Regions from separate parts of the Anas platyrhynchos genome. Here region 2 is linked to region 1. Evidence: chromatin contacts called from public Hi-C data. All regions are on one chromosome and are shown on one strand. Each heading gives the region's core, a stretch centred on a gene start, on an enhancer-like site or on the middle of the called end of the contact. The rest is flanking DNA. Distances are from core to core; before and after follow the strand shown. Region 1 overlaps SUPT3H (SPT3 homolog, SAGA and STAGA complex component). Region 2 overlaps RUNX2 (RUNX family transcription factor 2).

Region 1 (4,891 bases), core at 1,988-4,487:
TGGCTCTGTGCCCTCCAAATAAAGCTCTGGATTTAATGCATGCCACCGCGTTTCCCTGGCTGTACTGCCGCTCTGCATAGATATATTGTGGAGGTATAAAAAGCCAAACCTTGGACAAGATGATTCACTTTTAGGAAAACAAACAAACAAACAAAACACAAACAACAACAACAAAAAACAACACCAAACAAACCTGTAATGGTGTAAGTTTCAACTAGTGGTTAGACTTGCGACAAATGTCACTATCTATTTATTCTTAAATTATTAGTGGAAGTGTTTATGTTCCATGAAACATTCTGTATAAGCTAGACAGGAAGCTATAAAATATTTTACGAGATCTGCACACGGCCGATGGCCGAATGTTAGTACAACGCTAAGGTTCATCTAAATTCAAGAAGTGTCAGGAAATGCTTATTTTTATTTTTATTTTTCCAGCAAGATCTTCCCTTGACAAAGAGGAGTGCCCTCTGAAAACTTAGGGAGGCTGATTTCAGCAAGGTCCTGAGCATCTCTGGGGAAATATGGGGCTCTGACAGCGTCTCCTCATTTCAAGACAATGGCAAGATCCTCCTACAGGGCTGTGTTTGCTCAGAATGCAGCCTGAGGAAGGATGGGACAGGCAGTATGGGAAATGAGATGAACCCTGACTCAAAATCTGGGTCATGCTTCAGTACCCTCACCCCTGGCGACCTCCAGCTGAATTAGTACCCCTTGTTTGCAGATCAATGGGTGAAGAAACTGGAAAATAAGGTAATATAACCCCATGGCCAGGTAGACACTAAGGTGTGAGTGAAACCCCTGTGCAGTCTCATTCCTGTTGAAATTGGTTGTGTTTTCCCCACCGGGTAACCGATAACATGCCAAGCCATCGGCACAACCTAATCCAGCAATTACAAACCCACACAAACAATCAAAATTATTTGTAAACTGAAATTACACAAGCACAAAGCCATTCAGGCACAGCCATTACCACCACCTCAGACTGATTTTTATATGCAAAGTAAAGAAAAAAACGCTGAGGAGAAAATGCACAGTGCCATCCTGAACGCCCATCTCTGCAGCATGGAAGGTGGGGTTCAGACAGGCTCTGCACCCAGCATAGGTCCGAGTGCTCTTGTTTGAGCTTTAAGCAGAAAGAAAGGCAACTCTGAGAAAAAGCTATTCCTTCCCAATATAAGAATAACTTGGCTGGTTCAAGGAGGGAGACATAACCTACCTTGTTTTACTCTCAATTCAGCTCATGGCTTATGTAGAGAAGTGAAAGGTTATTATATGGGTTTACTGGGCAAACCCAGATTTTATAAATAATTGCCTGTCAGGCTGTTCAAGATAGACAAACATACGGCAGACCAACAAAAACATGATCTGTCATATTTCCGAGAGAAATGTATGTTGAGTCTTCATTCTCTGGGACTTCAAGTAGACCAGTAAAAAATAAGTGCCAGTATTTTCTCTGCTTATGCATATTTTAAAATGTAAAATCTGGGAGAGATACAGCTACGGAAGGAATTTTGATTCCATTACCCAGTGCCTGAAATGGTCTCTTCTGTCTATATGCCTGCAGATCGAAACCAAATACAATAAATGCTGGTGTGTCCTTTAAAAAAGTCTGGATGTTTACAGCAAGCGTATAATTTTCCATGATTAAGGACGCCAACAAAAATAAGAATGATGATAAAAAGAAAAGTTTAATCATATATTTCAACAAGCACAGATGGAACATCAGAAAGCTCCCCTCCCTCCCCCCCCCCCAATTAATATACGGCAGTGTACACATTACTTTTAGTCCTTTGCACACAGATTAATTCCAGAAAACAGGAGTGTGAGCAGGTAAAATTAAAAAACAATTCATAATCGGCAGTAACATTTGATGTACAAAGTTCACATTTAGGATATTTTGGTTGCAAAGAGAAGACACATTTTTCTGTTTATTTAAAATATAGATGCTTCTAAAGCTTTCGCAAGCAGGTCCAGGAAAGCAGGGCAAGAAAACCACTTACAAATGACCACAATACCATGCAGTGGGAGTAAAAGTTAAGACCTCACATACTCAGCACAAAGGAGGAGGACGGCTGCACTACATAAAAGTAATATTTTGCTGATCTCCTCTTGATCCCTTGAGTGCTCTGTCTTAATTTGAGGTTTAAGTTAGATTTCAAGCCTGCGCTACGAGCGGCTAAAGCAGACCCATGAGCTGCCCCAGGGACACAGGCAGTACATGCCTGCAGATCCTGGTGATGGGCTGAAGCATAAGCCCTTTTCTCTGGTTCAGCATCATCGTGGTTAGCTCTATATTTGTACAGATTTTATGGGAAGTAATGAATACGTTTGTGAGGACAGCACAGGCTGGAGGAGCGGGGGACGGAAAGAACCATCGAAGGAGGGACTGAGATTTAAAAAACAAATCTGAAAACAAACAAAGTGAACTAAAATATAAAAAGGCAATAAAAAGCCCATTTTGTCTTTAGCTGAATACAACATTAACACTGCCTTTGTCAGCAAAAGAGACAACATCTGCCTCCTGCAGCCAACACCTGGCCAGCACGTAACATTAAGCCTTTTTCCAGGGTCACTGAGATGGACACGGCTGGTCAGGCTGTATTCTGTATACTCCAGGATACATTTTCTGAATAGGGGCCAGATTCTGTGCCAAATCACTGCAGAGACTTCCCTTGACTTCAGAGAGCAACAGCTTGGGCCTTCGGGGAGGAATGCAACATGGCAATATTGAGGATTTGGGACTGACAACTTCACTGTGTTGGGGTGTGTGAAGAAAACAAGTATTTAACCAAAAAAAAGAGGTATAGGTTACCTGAACTTTTATCTGAAAACATTTGGATTTGAGTTAGGTATCACTATTTTTAAAAATTCCCTTGCTGGATTAAACTGGGTTATACTGTCTGAATGCTATCTAAAAATGACTTGAGGGAAATCACTGAATAACAGTATAGTTTTTCCTTTTTGTAAAAAAGACAAGGAAAACCTACATAGCCTAGAACATCTTTGGCCTCTTTCTGCCCCATCCTGCTTCACAAAACAACATCACTACTAAAACACAGACTTCCAAACAATTAAATAAAAATGACAGCGCATTTTTGAAAGGGGCTGACAGCAGCAAGTCCCCTGCAAACTTCAAACTTGTGTGATCCGTATTCTTGTCCACCTACACGCTATCCCAAACATCCTGCCATTAATTAGCTAAATGTTCCAGCTAGTAAACAAGAATAACGATTGAGGGGGCTGGAAAAAGAGACAGAGTCAGCCAGCAGATAGTCACAACAAACCAGCCCACTCACTGGTACACAGAGACATTGGAGCTTGTATTTTTTTCCTTCCATGGAGGGGAAAAGAAAATCACCTTAATATAACACTGTCTTTCCTGTTGCTGCAGCCACATCCATATTAGCAGGCGAGAAAAGTCATCCCATTTCTGCGGTAGGCACTCTGTCAAAGAAAGAGAAAATCTGTAATGAATTATCACGTCAACTTAAACAAGGGAAGAAGGCAGAGAGAAAGGCAAGGCTTTCTTCCTGTTTTGTAGACTATTCTGGCTGCAATCTAATAGTGTGCTTAATCTGAACATTTCTGGTGGGGAAGCTATAAGCAACCACGTTGTCTATTAAAAAATCAGTGTGGTTAACAAGTGGTTAGTGACTCTATTTCAGGAGAGTGAGAGATATGCAAAAATGTAACATCCTATTTTGTTAATTGCCTGCAAAATAGATGAGGCCAAAAATACACTATTATGCTGAATCTGTTTGTCCTTTATAAGCATGTGTTCTCTATTCACTATGCTCAAGAATCGCTTCTAACCTAACTATCCTAATAGTCTATAAATTACTGAATCATTACAGTTTTCCAAACCTAGCTTACAGTCTGAGTCTGCAGCTATGTAAACAGACACTGGTATAATCCCTACTCCCCAAACCAAACTCATTTTAAAGACATTCCGGTCAGTATAAAATAATTTGATATCTCACACATTGTAACCCGGGATTGAGCATTTCCAATGATAAAGAAACACAAGAGTTAAACAGCATCTGAGAAAAGAATTTTAAAAGATCCTGTGACCCTGCCTCACTAAAATATCTTTCATGCATTTTTAACATCTCTTTCGGAATCAATATAGGAAGCTATGCCTTTTTAACTCAGGCACATTGGAAATCCTATATTTTAAGGGGATATTCTTTTTTTAATTTAATTTTATTTTATTTTATTTTTCTTTTGAGATATTAATGATACCTTCAAAATGGAAAGGGGCTCAAATACTTTTGCTTTATTTGGTTCGCCTTCAGCAGTCATCCAGTTTTGAAAATGAAAATACAGTCATCTATAGAAGTACAGCTAGAGCTTTGTCAGATGTATTTTGTACCTCTTAGGGTTCATGCATTTAGGAAGTGCCTCATATACCATTTTTAGTTACTTTAGCAATTTCCTAATTAATCTCAGGAAGATCAAATTCTCCTCTCTTAGACTAGAAGAGTATCATAAAGACAGTTGAAAAGGATAACCTTGAACAACTTTGTGTATAAATAGTATTTGTACTGAATTGTAAGGAAATAGTTTCAAAAACAGCAAGCGTGTATTCAGAGAGACATTTACAGACACTGAATATGCAAAAGGAAATATGTACAAGATGTTCATTACAGCATCCCTTACATTAACACCATACTTCAACATGCTCATTGAGCAGCATATGGTATTAGAGTCAAAGAGTGGAATATTAGTTCTGGGATATATAGCCAGTCATCAGACATGACAGTATCACCACAAACAAAGAAAATAAATCCAAAAACTCCATACCCAAACATGAAATGCACAAAAACAGACTAGCCAATAATTTTGAAAGGATCCAATATATTCCCACAACCACAAGCAGCAAGTCCAAGGG
Region 2 (5,361 bases), core at 1,313-3,812, 290 kb after region 1:
AGAAATACTAAAAATCAGTGTGTGGTGCTGAAATATTAAATGGTGTCAGCTAATTTCAGGACACAACGAGTGTTCTTTTATCTAGGCCGTAAATCAAGGGGACAGGGACACAGTAGTTAAACAAACCAGAGTTGTCCAGAGTCTGAATACGAACGTTGTAGTTACAGAACCCATTACCACATGTCTACTTAACAGACCAAATAACATGCAAATCTGGAGTTACTATTTGTCTTTTTTTTTTAAAAAAAAAAAAAAAAGTGCAAAGAATAGCTGGGCAAACAGTCAATTCGCAGCCAAAGCGAAAGCAAAGCACTGCCAAGAGCCACTGGAGCTTATCTTGCCCCTGCTGAAATGAATGGAAATTTGGGCAATCCCTTCTGTAGCACTAAGCTTACTGAAGTTGACACATTTTGACCTGATGCTCATTTTCACGAATTAATTAAAAACTTTTAGCAGGTAGATGTTGGAAAGAGAATATTGGCACGTCCTCAGCTATAGTAATAATTGCTGACGTTGCTGTAGTCACTCCAACTAAAAATATCCAAGGCAATAACAAACCCCATGAACCCGTTCACTTATTCCTTTTTCACAAAGGCTATTTACTTCTATAGCTCAAAATAAATCCTGTACTCATCATATTTACAGCACATTCCAGCCCGGCAAACTGGCATCGAAACTATTTATTTAGGGAACATCATCCAGGTTTGCATCTTTCAAATTCGACAATTATTTTTCCTCTCGAGCATACGATACTTACAACGTGAGCGCGCTAGGCCCGGGTTTTAGAAAAGTAACAGTAAACAAACCCTGTGCTGTTTAAAACATTACCTTTTTGGCAAAAAGCGATATAATTATGGCTGCATCCATAACTTAATTAAAAGGGAAAAAGCTGAAAGACAATCAAAATTGCAGCAATCGTAGCTGTACTAATGAAAATCTTATTTTATAAAGTGGATCTGAAGGTGTTTGTTGAGACATAATTTGCAGTGCAAGCACATTTTTTCACTAACCCTCCTGCAATTCTCTAACATCTTAAAATATGACCCATTTTGCAACCAGGGCTAAAATTCCGAGAAGTTCTGAAATGAAAGCCGAGGAAAGCCGAGCAGCAGGGTTGCTCTCCATTTCAGCCAAATCCCAGCCAAAGTTCCAGATTATATATATCATAACATGAATTACTATTTTGAAAAAATCCCGTCCAGCTTTTATGCAAGTCCATAAACATTACTGGTACTTTTATTAATTTGTCCATAACCATTTAAATAAAATGCTAGTACTCTGAGCTGTGATCTGTTCCAGGCTGTAGTAAGTTCCTGTTAAATGTGTAAATGTTCAGCAGAAAGATATTTTTGCTTGGAGACTGAAAATCAGCTGTGCCAGATACCTGAAACTTTGTTAGGGCGTTCAGTGGAAAATTTTCTTTCAAGATTATAAATAACCGTGGACTATTTTAAGTGACCTTACACTGGTAGCTTCCAATAACATATTTGGGTTTATCCTAATTAACTTTTTATTTTATTTTAGTAGGAAGAGAGGCGACTGTAAAACTTTTAGTGTGGCCAATTAAAAGTGGAAATGTATCTTCTTGTTTGAAATGTAATGACTGTCAGGTATATATAGCATTTGGGTATAAGACATCCTCTTGCCTTCTTTCTAGCACCTTTGGAATAGCTCTAATGGAAAGCTTTTCCCTTCCAGCTAAGGGGGGGTGGGGGGGAATAAATTAATAAAACATGGTGGTCACAAACATTTTACTCAAATAATTATGAAAAGGTGTATTTTCGGTATTGCAACTACAGTAAGGTGGAGCTTCTGAATATCCCCTGTGCTCTCGGTGGAGTGTGATGGTCCTTTGGAGGTGCCTGTGGCCCCTGGGGGAAAGCAGCCCCCTGTCCTTGCTGCAGGAGGGGGGGCAAGCTCAGGGAGGGTTTGCTCCTTACCCACAGAGACTGCATAGGTGCAGTAGGGTAGGAAACTTCCCCCATCCCCTCTGGTATTTGAAGAGGAAAAGAGGAATGAAAAAAAAAAAAGAAGTAAAACATAAAGGAATAAATAAAGAAATAAAAATAAAGAAATAAATAAAAAAATGAAGAAACAAAGAAAGAAATAAAAATAAATAAAAAATAAAGAAAATATAAAGAAATGAAGAAATACCAAATAGAAGCACGAAGAAATAAAAAATAAAGAAATGAAATAAAGAAATAAAAATAATAAAGAAATAAAACATAAAGAAAAAAGACAAAAAATAGAAATAAAGAAATAATAATAAGGAAATAAAGGAGAAAAAAAAAAGAAAAATGAAAAAAGGAAAAGGAAAAAGGGAAAAAATAAAAAAATGAAAAAAAAAAGATAAAAAGTTAAAAAAATACATTTAAAAAATTTAAAAAAGAGTGAAAACGGGTGTAGCTGCGTGCAGGGCGGCGGCGCAGGGGCTGTCGCCCCCCGATGTGGCCGTGGGAAAGACCCCGGGGGGGGCCGGAGCGGTCCCGGCAGCCGCCGCCCCCCCCCCGAGCCGCGCGGAGCGGCGGTGCGCGGAGCGAGAGCTCTCCCCTGCGACCGATCGGCAGAGCTCGGCCTCCGAGCGCCGCGGCGGGGCCGCCCGGCTCCTGCTGCCCCACCTTCCCCTCCGGTCCCCGGGGGTGTGGGGACGACACACGGTGACCCCCCCCCCCCCCCACCACCCCCGGCGGGGATCAAAAGGGGACCGGCGGGAGGGCACGGGGAGAGCCTGGGGGGGCTCAGCTCCGCCAGCCCATCTCTGCACGGAGGGTGGCTCGGTGTAAAGGATGCGTGGAAGGGAGGTCCCCCTTCCAGGACACCCCCCCCAAGGCCCCCACCCATGGGCACCCCCCCAGGGACACCCAGCACGGCCCCCCCCCCGCCACGCCGGCCGCTCGCAAGAAGGTGGCAGGAGCCCGAAGGAGCAAAACCTTAGAAATTAGCGGGAGGGATGTGATAGGTCCTTATCTGCCCCGGGAGGCGGTTACACTTTTTTACTATTGGGTATGTAAATTGTTTTTAATAAGATCTGCCTTTTTTTTTTTCTTTTTTCTTTTTTTTTTTTTTTTTTTTTTTTTTTTTTAAGGCAGAAAACAAACCAGACTCCCTTTACCTTAATAGTCTGAGGGGGGTTTTATAGCTTTCATTCATTCAAGGAAATGTTTTAGGCGTTAGACTACCGGAGACTTAGAAAAAAAAAAAGAAAAAAAAAAACTTTGGCACCAGCTTATTATTACTTTTTTTTTTTTTTTTTTAAACAAGATTTTTCATATATATATATTTTAAAACAAACAAGCCCCAAAGTGTTAATGGAAAAAACCCGGCGAGAAGTGGAGCTCGGAGACCGTGTCCCGCTGCCCCCCTTCCCTGTCCTCGTCCCCCTCCCCGTGGGTGAGCCCGGCTCGGAGCAGAGTTTCTCCTCCTGTGGGGGATGCACATTGTTTTATTTATTTTGAAGGCTGCAGAAGTCTGAGGACTGAAGCACCACGTGCTGCTGACTCTCATCAGCATAATGATCGCCTTAGCCAGAGAGTCCTGTATATATAAACCACAAAAACCTAATCATTAGAAATCCCAGCCTCCAAAAACCACATTCAGGACAAAAAACCGTGGCGTGTTTTTTCGGCTCCTTCATCTTCCCCGACCTCAACTTCTTGGGACCCAAAAGAAGTTTTGTTGTTTTTGCTTTGCTTTTTTTTTTTTTTTTTTTTTTCAAAACGATTTTCAGAAAGAAAAATAACTCAGACAAACCGACGTTTTAATGATTTTTTTTTGCTGCTGTTGTTCATCAGGGGCGGAAAAAAAAAAAAAAAGGAAAGATTTTTGTTAGCCTATTCAACTCAACGGACTTGGATCCAGCAGCGACTTAATTAAAAGGACCGGACTGCACCGAGGCTGCCTTTTCCCAGAATTTACTTGGGCATATTTTAGAAATCAGCCTAAAGAGAACTGTTTTTTTTTCTTTCTTTCCTTTTTCCCTTTTTTTTCTTTTCCCCAAACTGCGCTCCCCGCTTTTTTTTTTTTTTTTTTTTTTTTTTTTTTTTTTTTTTCTCCCTGGGAATCCGAAAGTTCAACTTTTCTTAAGCCCCGAAGCCTCCCAGAGGAACCGGCTAAAGCCTCTCTTCTCATTCTCAGCTGTGGGACTTCCCTCCTGGCCCGGCCCCCCTAAAACTTTCTTTTCACCCCAACCCCCCCCCCCCCTCCGGGAGCGCCTTTCGGAGCCCCGGCTTCCTAAAGCCAAGGGCAAGAAGCGGGGGGAGCCCAGCGGGACTTCGTCCGTATTTCTTTTTTTTTTTTTTTTCCTTTTTTTTCTCCTATTTTCTTTTTTTCGCTGTTTATTTGTCCGGAGGAGGAAGACTTCTTTGGAGGAAACCGGGACGTTCCCCTCGACACCCCCCTTGAAAGTTCCGCTCCTCTGCTGGCCGCCGCGCACAGCAGCAGCCCAGGAAGCCCGAGCGGCAGCAGCGCCTTCTCTTCTCCCCAGCCAACCTTAGAAAATCCGAAAAGAAAAAAAAAAAAAAAAAAAGGACTGGGAGGGAGGGGAAGGAAAAAAAAAAAAAAGGAAAGAAACTCAAGCACTTGAGGAAAGAAGCGGTGGCGAGAAGGAGGGAAAGGAGCAGAGAGACTGTGCGAGAAGGGAGGAAGGAAGGAGGAGGAGAAGCGGCGCGGTGCAGCCGGGACCATGCAGCTTCCAGCCGGGCTCTGCTGAGAGCCGCAGCCCCGGCCCCAAGCCCACCGTCGCCCTCCTCGCTGCTGCGGGCTGCAGGCGCCCCCAGACCGGCATCGCATCGCCCCCCGCCCCGTCCGGCTGCCTCGGAGAAAAACAAACAAACAAACCAAAAAACAACAGACTGAGATTTTTTTTTTTTTCCTCGTGCATTTAATCTGCTGGCTTTTTTATTATTGTTATTATTATTTTTTTTTCGCTTTTTGGCCCTTGATCTTGACGCCTCCACTTTTTCATTCACCCTTTTTTTTTCGACGATTTTTTTTTTTAATTTTTATTTTTTACAACCCCCTACCCCCCCCCCTTTTTTTTTTTTTTTCTACACGCCTCCTCCAGCGATCCCCCCTCACCGCTCCCCCCCCTTCCCCCCCCCCCCGCCCCCCAATTCGCTAACTTGTGGCTGTTGTGATGCGTATTCCCGTAGATCCCAGCACCAGCCGGAGGTTCAGCCCCCCCTCCAGCAGCCTGCAGCCCGGCAAGATGAGCGAAGTCAGCCCGGTCGTAGTAGCCCAACAGCAGCAGCAGCAGCAACAGCAGCAGCAGCAGCAGCAGCAGCAGCAAGAAGCCGCGGCCGCCGTGCCCAGGCTGCGCCCCCACGATAACCGCACCATGGTGGAGATCATCGCTGACCACCC

The links. A called contact is a pair of places that touch in the nucleus more often than the background predicts.
Region 2: a contact with region 1 is called in a Hi-C map of small yellow follicle, with 4 times the contacts expected there. The contact joins two enhancer-like sites. A contact is called at or near these places in 2 of 8 Hi-C or Micro-C datasets (small yellow follicle and subcutaneous adipose tissue).

The regions. Positions count from the first base shown.
Region 1 is chr3:114,827,559-114,832,449 of IASCAAS_PekinDuck_T2T, forward strand. SUPT3H (SPT3 homolog, SAGA and STAGA complex component) reads right to left here. Exons shown (of 12, transcript XM_072036526.1): 12 at 1,716-3,444. The coding sequence ends at 3,403. Among named protein-coding and RNA genes, the nearest start is that of CDC5L, 220 kb to the left of the region's middle. Within about 2 kb of position 3,238, at least 2 of the 8 cell types and tissues checked have an H3K27ac peak or open chromatin away from gene starts, as enhancers often do. A contact at or near this core is called in small yellow follicle, where this site is marked.
Region 2 is chr3:115,121,724-115,127,084 of IASCAAS_PekinDuck_T2T, forward strand. RUNX2 (RUNX family transcription factor 2) reads left to right here. Exons shown (of 7, transcript XM_038176222.2): 3 at 5,151-5,361. Among named protein-coding and RNA genes, the nearest start is that of SUPT3H, 16 kb to the left of the region's middle. Within about 2 kb of position 2,563, at least 6 of the 8 cell types and tissues checked have an H3K27ac peak or open chromatin away from gene starts, as enhancers often do. A contact at or near this core is called in small yellow follicle, where this site is marked.